Regions from separate parts of the Mus musculus genome. Here region 2 is linked to region 1. The links are chromatin contacts, called in public HiChIP or PLAC-seq maps. All regions are on one chromosome and are shown on one strand. The core of a region is the stretch at or near the end of the contact, and the rest is flanking DNA. Distances in the headings are between cores, read along the strand shown. Region 1 overlaps Myo9b (myosin IXb). Region 2 holds the start of Jak3 (Janus kinase 3).

Region 1 (4,704 bases), core at 401-2,900:
TATGGTATCATGGTCCAGGGCTATCAGTGTACTCTGTGATGGCAGGTCAGCCCCAGGGGCGATGTATACGGAATGTACCTGGTCCTGTCTGCGGGCAGGTGGCTCTCGGCGCTTCACTGGAACAACAGCCTCCTGGAGAGCAGGTGCCCAGCTTGTCAGGTGCAAGGGCAGGCCCGGAGGGAGCTTGATATTGGCCATGGGCATGATGGGGGTCCTCCGAGGTGTCTTCACTCTGACCGTGACGAAGGATGTCGGCCTTCCTCGTGGAGGGGCGGCGGCCTCGGGGAGGGGACTCAGGGTGGGCGAAATGGGGCAGGGGAGAGCAGGTGCGGGGGGCCCTTGGAGAGACAGACTCGGGGTTACTGCAGCGGGGGTACTAGGTGGACTCCTGCCCTGGGCCTGCCACAGTGGGGAGGGCCGTTGGACGCCACCTTCACACTAACCTTCCACGGCCCCCCGCACGCCCCTCTCCTCCAGCAGGCTCTCAGTGCTGGCCGATGTCTCTGAGTCAAGGTTCTCCTCATCAGAACCCCGTGGGTCCAGCTCCGGCAGTCGATATGTGATGTCCTCCCTGAGGGTGGGGGCACCATATTTGAGGCTATTCCTCAGGAGCTGACCCCCAAAGGAAGTAGCCCTGCTCCTCTAGGCCCCTCCCTCACACCAAGCACAAGCATCTGGACCCCCCAACCCTGCAAGCAGCTTGGCTGCAGTGCTGTTCCAGGGCTGTTCCTGCCTAGAACACCCGCCTGGACGCCTGGATGGGGGTGGGAGGTGGGGGTGGGGTGGGGCGCATGACACTTGCTTCTCTTCCTTGATGGACTGGATCCTCTCCATGAGAATCTCCTTTTCTCGGTCCTCGTCGCCACCTGCAGCCTCCTCGGGGAGAGCCCCCAGCTCCAGGTCTTGGACCACTGGGGTCCTGGGGCTTTTGATCTGAAACACGAAAAAGGTAGGTCTGGTCCAGCACCGGAGGGGGGGAGCTCAGGATGTGGGCGGAGTCTAGCGCTTGGGTGAAGGGCGGAACCAGCAGCTCTAGGTTAGTTATGAAGTAGATCCCCCCTCCTCCAATACACACACATACAGTGCTCTTTGTCCAGAGGACCACAGGAATCTAGTGGGGACCAAGAACCAGCATGCACTTCCACATGTTAGGGCATGTTCTATGGTACGGCCAAATCTACCCAGTGTACAACCTGGGAACATGCAGCTCGGCCCATGCAATGTGTACGTACCCGGACCCCCTCATAGGGTGATGAAAACCCCAGTTTGAGAGGCCACGGCTGGGGAAGAGATAACAAGGGTGACCAGGTGTGCTAAGCCTGCCAAATAGGCACGAGCAGGACCAGACCAGGAGGCTGAAGACCCACTGGCTCCAATGGGAGCCCAGGACCTGCCCCTTCTGCAGCACCAGCATGGGCCCTTCTGTAATGGGAACTCCCTGTGCACTATGAAGGAAACCAGGCCAGGCTCATGTGCTGAACTGATTCACCTGGCCCTCAGAGGAGCAACCTGTGTCTGACTGGAAATAGCCCTTTGGTGATGGTAGGGCTCTGTCCTGCCTGTGCCACAAGGCCCCTGACCACACTGCACACTTCCTAGTTTCTGGTGGGAGTACCATAACCCAGCCGCAGGAGGCCCAGCCCCAAGGCCAGCACTCACAGCATTCTGCCTCAACAGGGAGAGCCTGCGGAATGCAATGCTCTCAGCAGCCTCCAGGTGGTTGATTTCCTCCATCTTCATCTTGTACTTCCTCATCTGTTCTTTGATGAGCATCTCCACACACCTGTGCACAGATGTGGCCAGTTTACGTCCAGTGGCTAGGAAGGCAGTCCCAGAGAGCCAGTAGGACCTGGGCCAGCACTGCTACCCTGGGACGGGACACCATGTGACCCCAGGAGGCTCACTTTGCTTTCTGAACCCAAGAATCCTGTCGCTTGTCTTTGACAGCACTGAGATAGGAGGTAAAAGGATGGTGCAGGTTGGAGAACAGAACCCTAGTCACCAGCCGAGTGGGACTACTTTAACTCCTAGAAAGGACAAGGTATGGAAAGGCTGGGCGGCCTGTCCTAGTCAGTGCCCTACCTAACAGCTCTACAATACAAGCTTTGACTCCCACAGAGCCTACTCAACAGTCAGGACCAGAGGGACTTAGCTCAAATTCAGTCCCAGTGAGGCGAAAGGCTGTGAGATCACAAGTTGATCAGAGTGCTGAGGACAGCGGAAGTAAGTGTGTCCTGCCCCACCTCCCGGGGTTTTGGGCTCCTTCCTCACCCTCCTTTAGGGACCACAGCAAGCTTCCCAGCCTTAAGCTAGGAAAGCTGCCGAGGGTCTTCTCCTTGCAATCTTATTTTTCCATGGGTGCAGGGGTGGTGTGGGACCTGAGTTCTCATACATGCCAAGCTAAAGTTCAACCAGAGAGCTACACCCCAGCCCTTCAGCATTCTGAGGAGCACTCATGCAGAGTTGGAAAGACAATGATGGAAAACTGGCAGAAACACTTGGCTTCATGGCTACCTCCCTCCATCTTGGCCTTAGAAGGTCTCTCTTCAATGCTTCTTCTCAGGTGACTCAGAATAAGGTCTTCCCTGAACAGGGGACATGAGGCTGTGCTTCCTCCATGCGGAACACTGCCTGCATTGTGGTGACTTCTGGAACCACAATTCCACTCACCTCAGATCCACCTTTTGTTAAGTACTAGGCTTTACTTAAAATGGTGTTTATTATAGCACCTGCTGAGTAGGCCCTGGTAGCCATAAGCATGCCTGCTGGGGAACCCTGCTTCCAGGCCTAGAAAAGGTGTGTGTGTTGGGGAGGTGAGGGAAGGCTGCTGAAGAAACCTAAGAAGGGTCCACCAAAAAGATGGCTCAGAGGATAAGGGTGCCAAGCCCGATGACCTGATTTAATCCCTCATACCTACATGGAAGAAAAGTTGTCCTATGACCCCCACAGATGGCATATGTGCCTTCGCCCATAAAATAATCAAAAAAGAAACTTAGTAATGCTGAACCTCTATGGGTCTGACAATTTCCAAGTCAACCATGGTCACCAGGAATTTCATCTGGGCTTTCTCTCTAAACAGACAGGGAGGTCATGTGGGTTTTTGAGTGAACTCTCTTGTTTGATTTTGTCTTAATGCTGTAGCTGGCCTGGAAGTTCAGATTCTCCTGCCTAGCCTCCACACTGTGAGGATGATGGACATTTCAGACAGCTGGGTGCTTATGGGTCTGGGGCTAGGTGACTCACGTGGTGATCTTCAGTACATCCTTCATGCTGGTCAGGGGGTCGGAGTTGTCAGGGCAGCGAAGCAGGCAGGGTGCAAAGATGATAGCTAGAGCTCCCGGAGACATGCGGTTCACATCTTCAAGCAGGGCCACTCTGCAGAGTCAACAGTTAGGTGGCACCCCTCTGACCCCAATGCCAGGTTCATGTCTTGGTACTAGTGGCCAGGACATGCAGCCAGGTCATGGGGCACAGCCCTCTCAGCTCCTGGGGGAGGGGTACTTGCTTGACAAGGTGGAAGATGAGTCGCTCCAGGGAGGTGTGGTTGGCTTCTGGCAGGTGGTCCAGGACTGCATAGATGGCAGACAGCTGCTCCTGCTTCTCTGGAAGCTCTGGGGAAGCCAGAGTTATCAGTCCTGGGTGGCACTAGCCATGCCCACTCCTTCTTCCCTAAGCATTTGAGGTGCATAGAAGCCCTCCATGTGGGGTCTAGGTACAGATGGGAAACAAACCCAGCCCAAACTGCAGGCCCCAGCTGGAACAGGACATGCTCCAGCCCCCACCGCTTCCTTCATGGCTCACCAACAGCCCTGAGGAAATCTCCATACTGGGCAAAAGTCATGAGTGGCTCAGGCAGCTCACGAAGCCATTGCTTCAGGACCCCGGTGATAGCGTGGATAGGGAAGTCTTCCAGCTTAACTGCAGCAGGGTCTGTGGGGCAGGGACATGTGAGTAGTGTATGCATACTGACCAGTGGGGCTTCGCTAGGCATCTGCTCCCAGTGCCCACCTGTCTGCAGTGCCTGGCGTAATTCCCGTGTCCGGTTGGCAGCTCCTGACTTGCGGTAAAGGCCCTCAGTGTACAGGCCATGCATCTCTACGTGTTCCAGAAGCTTCTCCAGCACAATGGGCACGGAGGCCTTGTCACTGGTCAGGCTGTCTACACACACACCGAAGTGGCCTGGTTCGGCACCCAGCTCACTCTACAGTGTGGGATGGGTGGAGAGTCAGGCCTGGGTGCCACTTCTGCAGTGTCCTCCATCTGTCCCTGCCTACTCTGTCCTTGAAGGGATGCTTGGGAGAGAGCAACTTGCTCCATGAAGCACCCATAGGCTGGATGTCCTTTCCTGGGGAGATGGTCCTCTGTATTCTAATTCAGGAACCCTAACACCTTCATGGACAGTTGAGAGCCTCCCTCTGCCAGGCCCAGGACTCTTCAGCAGGGGTTAGGAGCCTGGCTGGGAGCCTCAATACTAGGAATGGACATGTGTCCCGCAGTGGAACTAGAGGACACAGCCCTTCCTGCCACTTTCTGGGGAGTCTAGGCTCTAGTGTTCTAGAATGCTCCAGGGTTAGGTATGCTCACCTTCCTCCTTCCAGTGTAGGAGCAATAGCTCTGAATCTTGTGCACGCATTTCTTGTGGCAGGTCATCTTGCACACTAAAGAGTCAAGAGTGGTCACAGACGTGCATGCAGAGGACCCCAG
Region 2 (5,088 bases), core at 2,060-4,559, 320 kb before region 1:
CGCGTAGCGGTCGGCCTGGCAGGCGACCACACGGCGCAGCGCCAAGACCACGGTCCTGCGGATGCGCCTGCGTGTCACGAAGTTCTGGCCCTGGATCACATCGCGCAGGCTGGGCGGCAGACAGGCTTTGTAACTGTGGGGGGGGGGCACGCCGAGCTCTTAGGGTGGTGAGGGGGCCCGAAGGACACACGAGACAGACATAGGGGACCTTTCGGCAGGGGCAGGCTGACGGAGAGGGTGGCTGCACAAGTTGGGAAGGAGGTATGTGTTCCAGTAAGGGAAAACGATAGGGCCCTAGATCCGCAGCCAAAGAAGACCACGAAGGGGTGGCCCGAGGCCCTCACCTGACCGTCTTCAGCAGCTCTCCTGGGCGCTGGGCCTGCTCACGAGCCATCTGGGCCAAGTCCAGCACGGCCAGGCTCAGGAACTCTCCCTGCTCCTTCATGCTAAGGCCCACCGGGAGGCGCCCACTCACCAGGTCACTGCGGTGCTGGGTCAGCCACAGAAGGGTGGTTAGGTGAGGTTCCGTCCTGGGTGCTGGGATTTGTTACCTTGGGGTCCCCCATCCCTGGGTTGAGCCTTCCCCACCGAAGAATACCAACCTGAGCAAAGAGATGTTCTAAAACGTGTAAGTCAAGGATGGCACTGGTCAAATCTTTGCGCAGCCCAAAGCGGTGACATGTCTCCAGCCCAAACCAGTCAGGGAAATAAAAGCTGTGGGTTTCAGAATGGGGTGGCCCACTCAGCTCTGGCTTCCCAGAGCCCAAGTTGGGTCACTGAAGTGCAGTGTGGCCTACAGCAAACAGCCCAACCTCTCTGGTTTCAAGAGCCTCTACTATAGACTGAATAGAAATACTACCCTGAAGATAAATCAAGGGGTTCACTTCCTACCGTAGCCTGTAGACCAAGACTTGAGTGTCCACGTCCTCTATGCAGAAGATGTGGCTTGGGGGAAACCAGCAAGAGAAGTCCTCAGTGGCCAGAGCGAAAAGCGAATGATAAACAGGCAGGATGCCTGAAGGGATGGGCACATCAGTTCACCCAAGTCAACTACACGGGCTGATCCCATGATCCTCCCTTACCAAAATTCCACACCCCTCAAAACCCCAGCATCCCCTTTCTCAATAGATGTTGCTATTACATGGCATGGTCATCTAGGGACCCACTCACCACAGGCCTTGGCAGCTCGCACACATAAATCCTCAGCCAAGTAGTCCCCAAAAGAGAATGACAATCGCTGGGGAGGCCCAGGTCCCCGGGGAGGAAGGAGCACATGCAGGGCTCCTGCCTCTGAGGATGAGAGGCTGCAAGAGCGCTGAGGGATCAGAGGTGTCTCCTCACTTGGAGGTGCCATGAGTATAACCTGAAGAGGCATGGAAGGGGGTGTGACTGAAAGAGGGAAGAAGAGCCACATGCCCCCAAGTGACAGCCAAGCTGGGGACTAGGTGTCTTTGAGTCTGTGCATGTCTGCACCCCTGCAGACATCACCAATTGATCCACAGACCTCCACATCCTAGCATAGTCAGCCAAGCCAATATTCCAGGCAGGCAGGAGCAATTGACAGCAGATATAGAAACAGGTCTGAACAGGAAACAGGGGTGTACAGAAGGATGGGGACAGTTGTCTTATTCCCTACAGGTCTAAAGGTCACAGGACCATCTTGACTGGAACCAGAAGCTTCTGTGATGGGTGTCCTGTGCATAAATCTGTAGATATGCGCACAGGGACCTATGTTGTCTCCCAACCCTTTCTGGTCTCTCTTCAGCCCATTTAACCCCATGTCCAACATCTATTTTATGCTCCTCTTTGGTCCTCACAGTAGGGAGGTTCTCTGCAGTGGCCTGTGTGAAAATACACTTCCCACCCTTCAGAGCTGCTGAGGGCAAGGGGTGGGGCCTGGGCCTGAGAGAAAAGGCAGGAAACAGCCCTTCAGCTGCTCAGACCAGTCCTCAAGGCCAGGAAGAAGGCTCACAACCAAGTCCAAACAAAGCTGTGAAAAGGGTATGCTAACTGCATAAATTTGCCCTCTGGCCTCTTCATGTGCACCCCTCCCATGATAAGACAACAAAAGTAGGCATAGCAGCACACACTTTTGACCAGAAAACTCCAGAGGGGGAGGCAGAAGATTAGAAGGCCAAGGCCAAGAAGGGCAGTGGTGGCACACGTCTTTAATCCCAGCACTTGGGAGGCAGAGGCAGGTGGATTCTGAGTTGGAGGCCAGCCTGGTCTACAAAGTGAGTTCCAGGACAGCCAGGGCTACATAGAGAAACCCTGTCTCGAAAAAAGAAAGAGAGAGAGAGAGAAGTCCCAGGCCAGCGCATGAGACTGTATTTTAAAAAATAAAAAAATCTAGCTTGGCGGTGGTGGTGGTGCATGCCTTTAATCCCAGCACTCTGGAGTCAGAGGCATGTGAATCTCTGTGAGTTGGAAGCCAACCTGGGCTACAGAGTGAGTTCCAGGGCTACACAGAGAAACCCTGTCTCAAATCGAGAACTGAAGAAGTCATTAACCTATTACCAGAGGTGGTGGTACACAACTGTCATTATATGTTCAAGGTCAGACCCTGTCTCAAGAAACAAATTAGGGTGACCAACATGGCTTAGGGAGTAAAGACGCGCTTGCCACCTAGCCTGCTGGTCCCCAGGATCCACATGTTAGAAGGCGCGAACCCACTCCTCTGACCTCGGAACATGTGCAACGCACACACACGCAGAATAAAACAGATTAAAATGTTATAGAAGTGTACAAAAATAAAACCATCAACATTGTCTTCCCTGTTCTTTTGCTCCTGGGAAGGCTGCAGGAGGATTGCTATGAGTTTGGGGCTACATAGTGACTTCTAAGCCAGCAGGGCTACGGACGGAGAGCCATCCTCAAAATATAAGACATAAAACAACAAAGCGGACACGAATATTAAAGAAGTATGAGATTATACCAAATGGAAAGTTCAGGCCCTTTACTTCCCCACTCCTAGAACAGGGAGGGTGGGGTTGGGGAGCCCGCCGCGCATGCGCGCTGCTGAGCCGCCAATGCGGTGTCTAGGCAGCGCCCCGCTCCCGCTCCCGCGCCCGCACACCCGCGCCCTGAACCTGTGCCCCGCGCTCCTACCTGCAGCTGTGCCGAGGCAAAGGACAGCCGAGGCTGCGACAGGAAAGTCCCTGCTCCTTCCTGTGCGGCCCCTGAGCTTCCTGGCCGCCGTCATTTACGGAAAGTCAGGGCGCCCTGGGGGCGGGGCGGGGCGGGAAGCCCGGGGGAGACTAGAAACCTGTGCCGCAGGCCACCCTTCTGGGGTGGGAGCTGTGCAGAGACAGAAAGGCTGGGGTGCTGCTGGGGACCTGAGCTTACAGAGCACTCCCCGCCTCGGGCTCCTGTCTTTGCATGTCCTTGGAACAACCTGAGCCAGCCCGGGCAGGGACTTGCTGCGGCTAGAACACATTTCAGGCTTCAGTTTCCACTCCGCCTCCAACCTTTAACCTCCTAAAAGACACACTGCGTAATGTTTAAAAAAAAAAATTACGGGCGGAAAAAAACCAAACCTCTGGGCCTCCAGTCCTAATGAACTAAGAGGGGCCTTCTCCTGGGAAGCCCACCTGCTTGCTGGGCGTGCCCCCACTTCCTCTGAAAACCTCGCCTTTTATTCTGCTCAAAAGCTATGAGATGAGGCTTGCTAGAAGGCTGAGGAGTATACGCTATCGCCACACAAATCGACTTGAGTTCCATCACTGGAACCCACAGGTACAGCTTGGAGGATTCTGAAAAGAACTCCTAGGCCTCAGATGGTGATGGCAGGAGCCCGTTCTCCAGTCCTCCATCCCTGGCTATGCACCCTGGTGCCTCCGTTTACCCATCTGTTGCCAGTGGCAGTGTCTGCTGCATGGGGTAGAACTAAGAGTGATCCTGGGGGAGAGAACTGTGCAGCTGTGCTTCCCTAAAGCATGCCAAGTTCTGTTCTCAGATGCCCCTCCTGGTGGGTGCCTGGGACCCAGAGCATCCACAAGTCCTTTAACACCACACACAGCAGGTCAGGCCTCTGTCTGAGAGAGGATGACGTGAGGAAACAGATGCCAGGAATGGAAACGTGAAGAGATAGCAGGTGTGATGCAGACGATGAGGCAGAAGACTGGCAGAACAAACCAATATGTGCCACACAGCTCACTGGTGGAGCTCCTACCTAGAATCCCCCAGTGAGGGGCTGGGGACACGACTCAGGGGTGGAACATTTGCATAAGCACCAATACCTGAGATTTCATCCCAGTTGCCATGTAAAACAGCTGGATGGAGGTAGGAGTATGGCTGGGTTGTTACTGGCCACCAGCATAGCTCCTTCTCTGGCCCTACCCATGTAGGACACGAAGAAGACACCAACAGGCCATTGTAGCACATGTGTGACAATCCCACCACTCAGGAGGCCAAGGCAGGAGGATTGCTGCCAGTCTGAGCCAAGCCTGGTCCACATAGAAAGTTTCAGACCAGCTCAGACTATACAACTAAACCTTGTCTTACAAAATAAATTTTAAAAAAATTTTAAGAAAAGAAGAAAAAGGCAACTGTTGGGTTCTGTTACAAATAGTTCAAAGCACATGGAACATAGCAATATTTGTGAGAAGCAAGAAGCAGCAAAATAAGGGAATTAAATTTGGGGGGCAATAGGGAGCCTGCAGGGCCTGTCATCCTCCATTCTGTCCTGGAGTGGCCTCACCTCTGCCTTACTGCTGAAAGCTAATTAAAATTTTTTAAAAAGTGAAACGGGTACTCTTTTTTTTTTGGGGGGGGGGGTCGAGTCAGGGTTTCTCTGTATAGCCCTGGAACTCACTTTGTAGACCAGGCTGGCCTCGAACTCAGAAATCCACCTGTCTCTGCCTCCCAAATGCTGGGATTAAAGGCGTGCACCACCACACCCGGCGAAACAAGTACTCATAAGAATTGGAGCCCTTGGGCTGGAGAGATGGCTCAGTGGTTAAGAGCACCGACGGCTCTTCCGAAGGTCCTGAGTTCAAATCCCAGCAACCACATGGTGGCTCACAACCATCCATAATGAGACCTGATGCCCACTTCTGGTGCATCTGAAGACAGCTACAGTGTACTTAG

The links. HiChIP or PLAC-seq counts read pairs in DNA pulled down with a chosen protein or histone mark.
Region 2: a contact with region 1 is called in an H3K4me3 HiChIP or PLAC-seq map of embryonic stem cells, with 3 times the contacts expected there. The contact joins the promoter of Jak3 here to the enhancer-like site in region 1. A contact is called at or near these places in 4 of 39 promoter capture datasets (the C10 cell line, hippocampal neurons, pre-B cells and 1 more), 4 of 484 Hi-C or Micro-C datasets (CD4 T cells, Th1 cells, cerebral cortex and 1 more), 2 of 115 datasets of contacts at active chromatin or transcription factors (embryonic hindbrain and embryonic stem cells) and 3 of 9 other capture datasets (adipose tissue, liver and pancreatic islet).

The regions. Positions count from the first base shown.
Region 1 is chr8:71,355,192-71,359,895 of GRCm38.p6, reverse strand. It overlaps Myo9b (myosin IXb), which reads right to left. Exons shown (of 40, transcript NM_001142322.1): 31 at 4,585-4,658; 32 at 4,009-4,201; 33 at 3,802-3,930; 34 at 3,506-3,611; 35 at 3,244-3,375; 36 at 1,660-1,783; 37 at 1,233-1,280; 38 at 803-933; 39 at 444-571; 40 at 1-338. Among named protein-coding and RNA genes, the nearest start is that of Use1, 9.7 kb to the left of the region's middle. Within about 2 kb of position 1,650, at least 8 of the 459 cell types and tissues checked have an H3K27ac peak or open chromatin away from gene starts, as enhancers often do. A contact at or near this core is called in embryonic stem cells, where this site is marked.
Region 2 is chr8:71,674,604-71,679,691 of GRCm38.p6, reverse strand. It overlaps Jak3 (Janus kinase 3), which reads right to left and starts at 3,309. Exons shown (of 25, transcript NM_010589.6): 1 at 3,109-3,309; 2 at 1,171-1,363; 3 at 892-1,015; 4 at 603-714; 5 at 345-490; 6 at 1-133. The coding sequence starts at 1,354.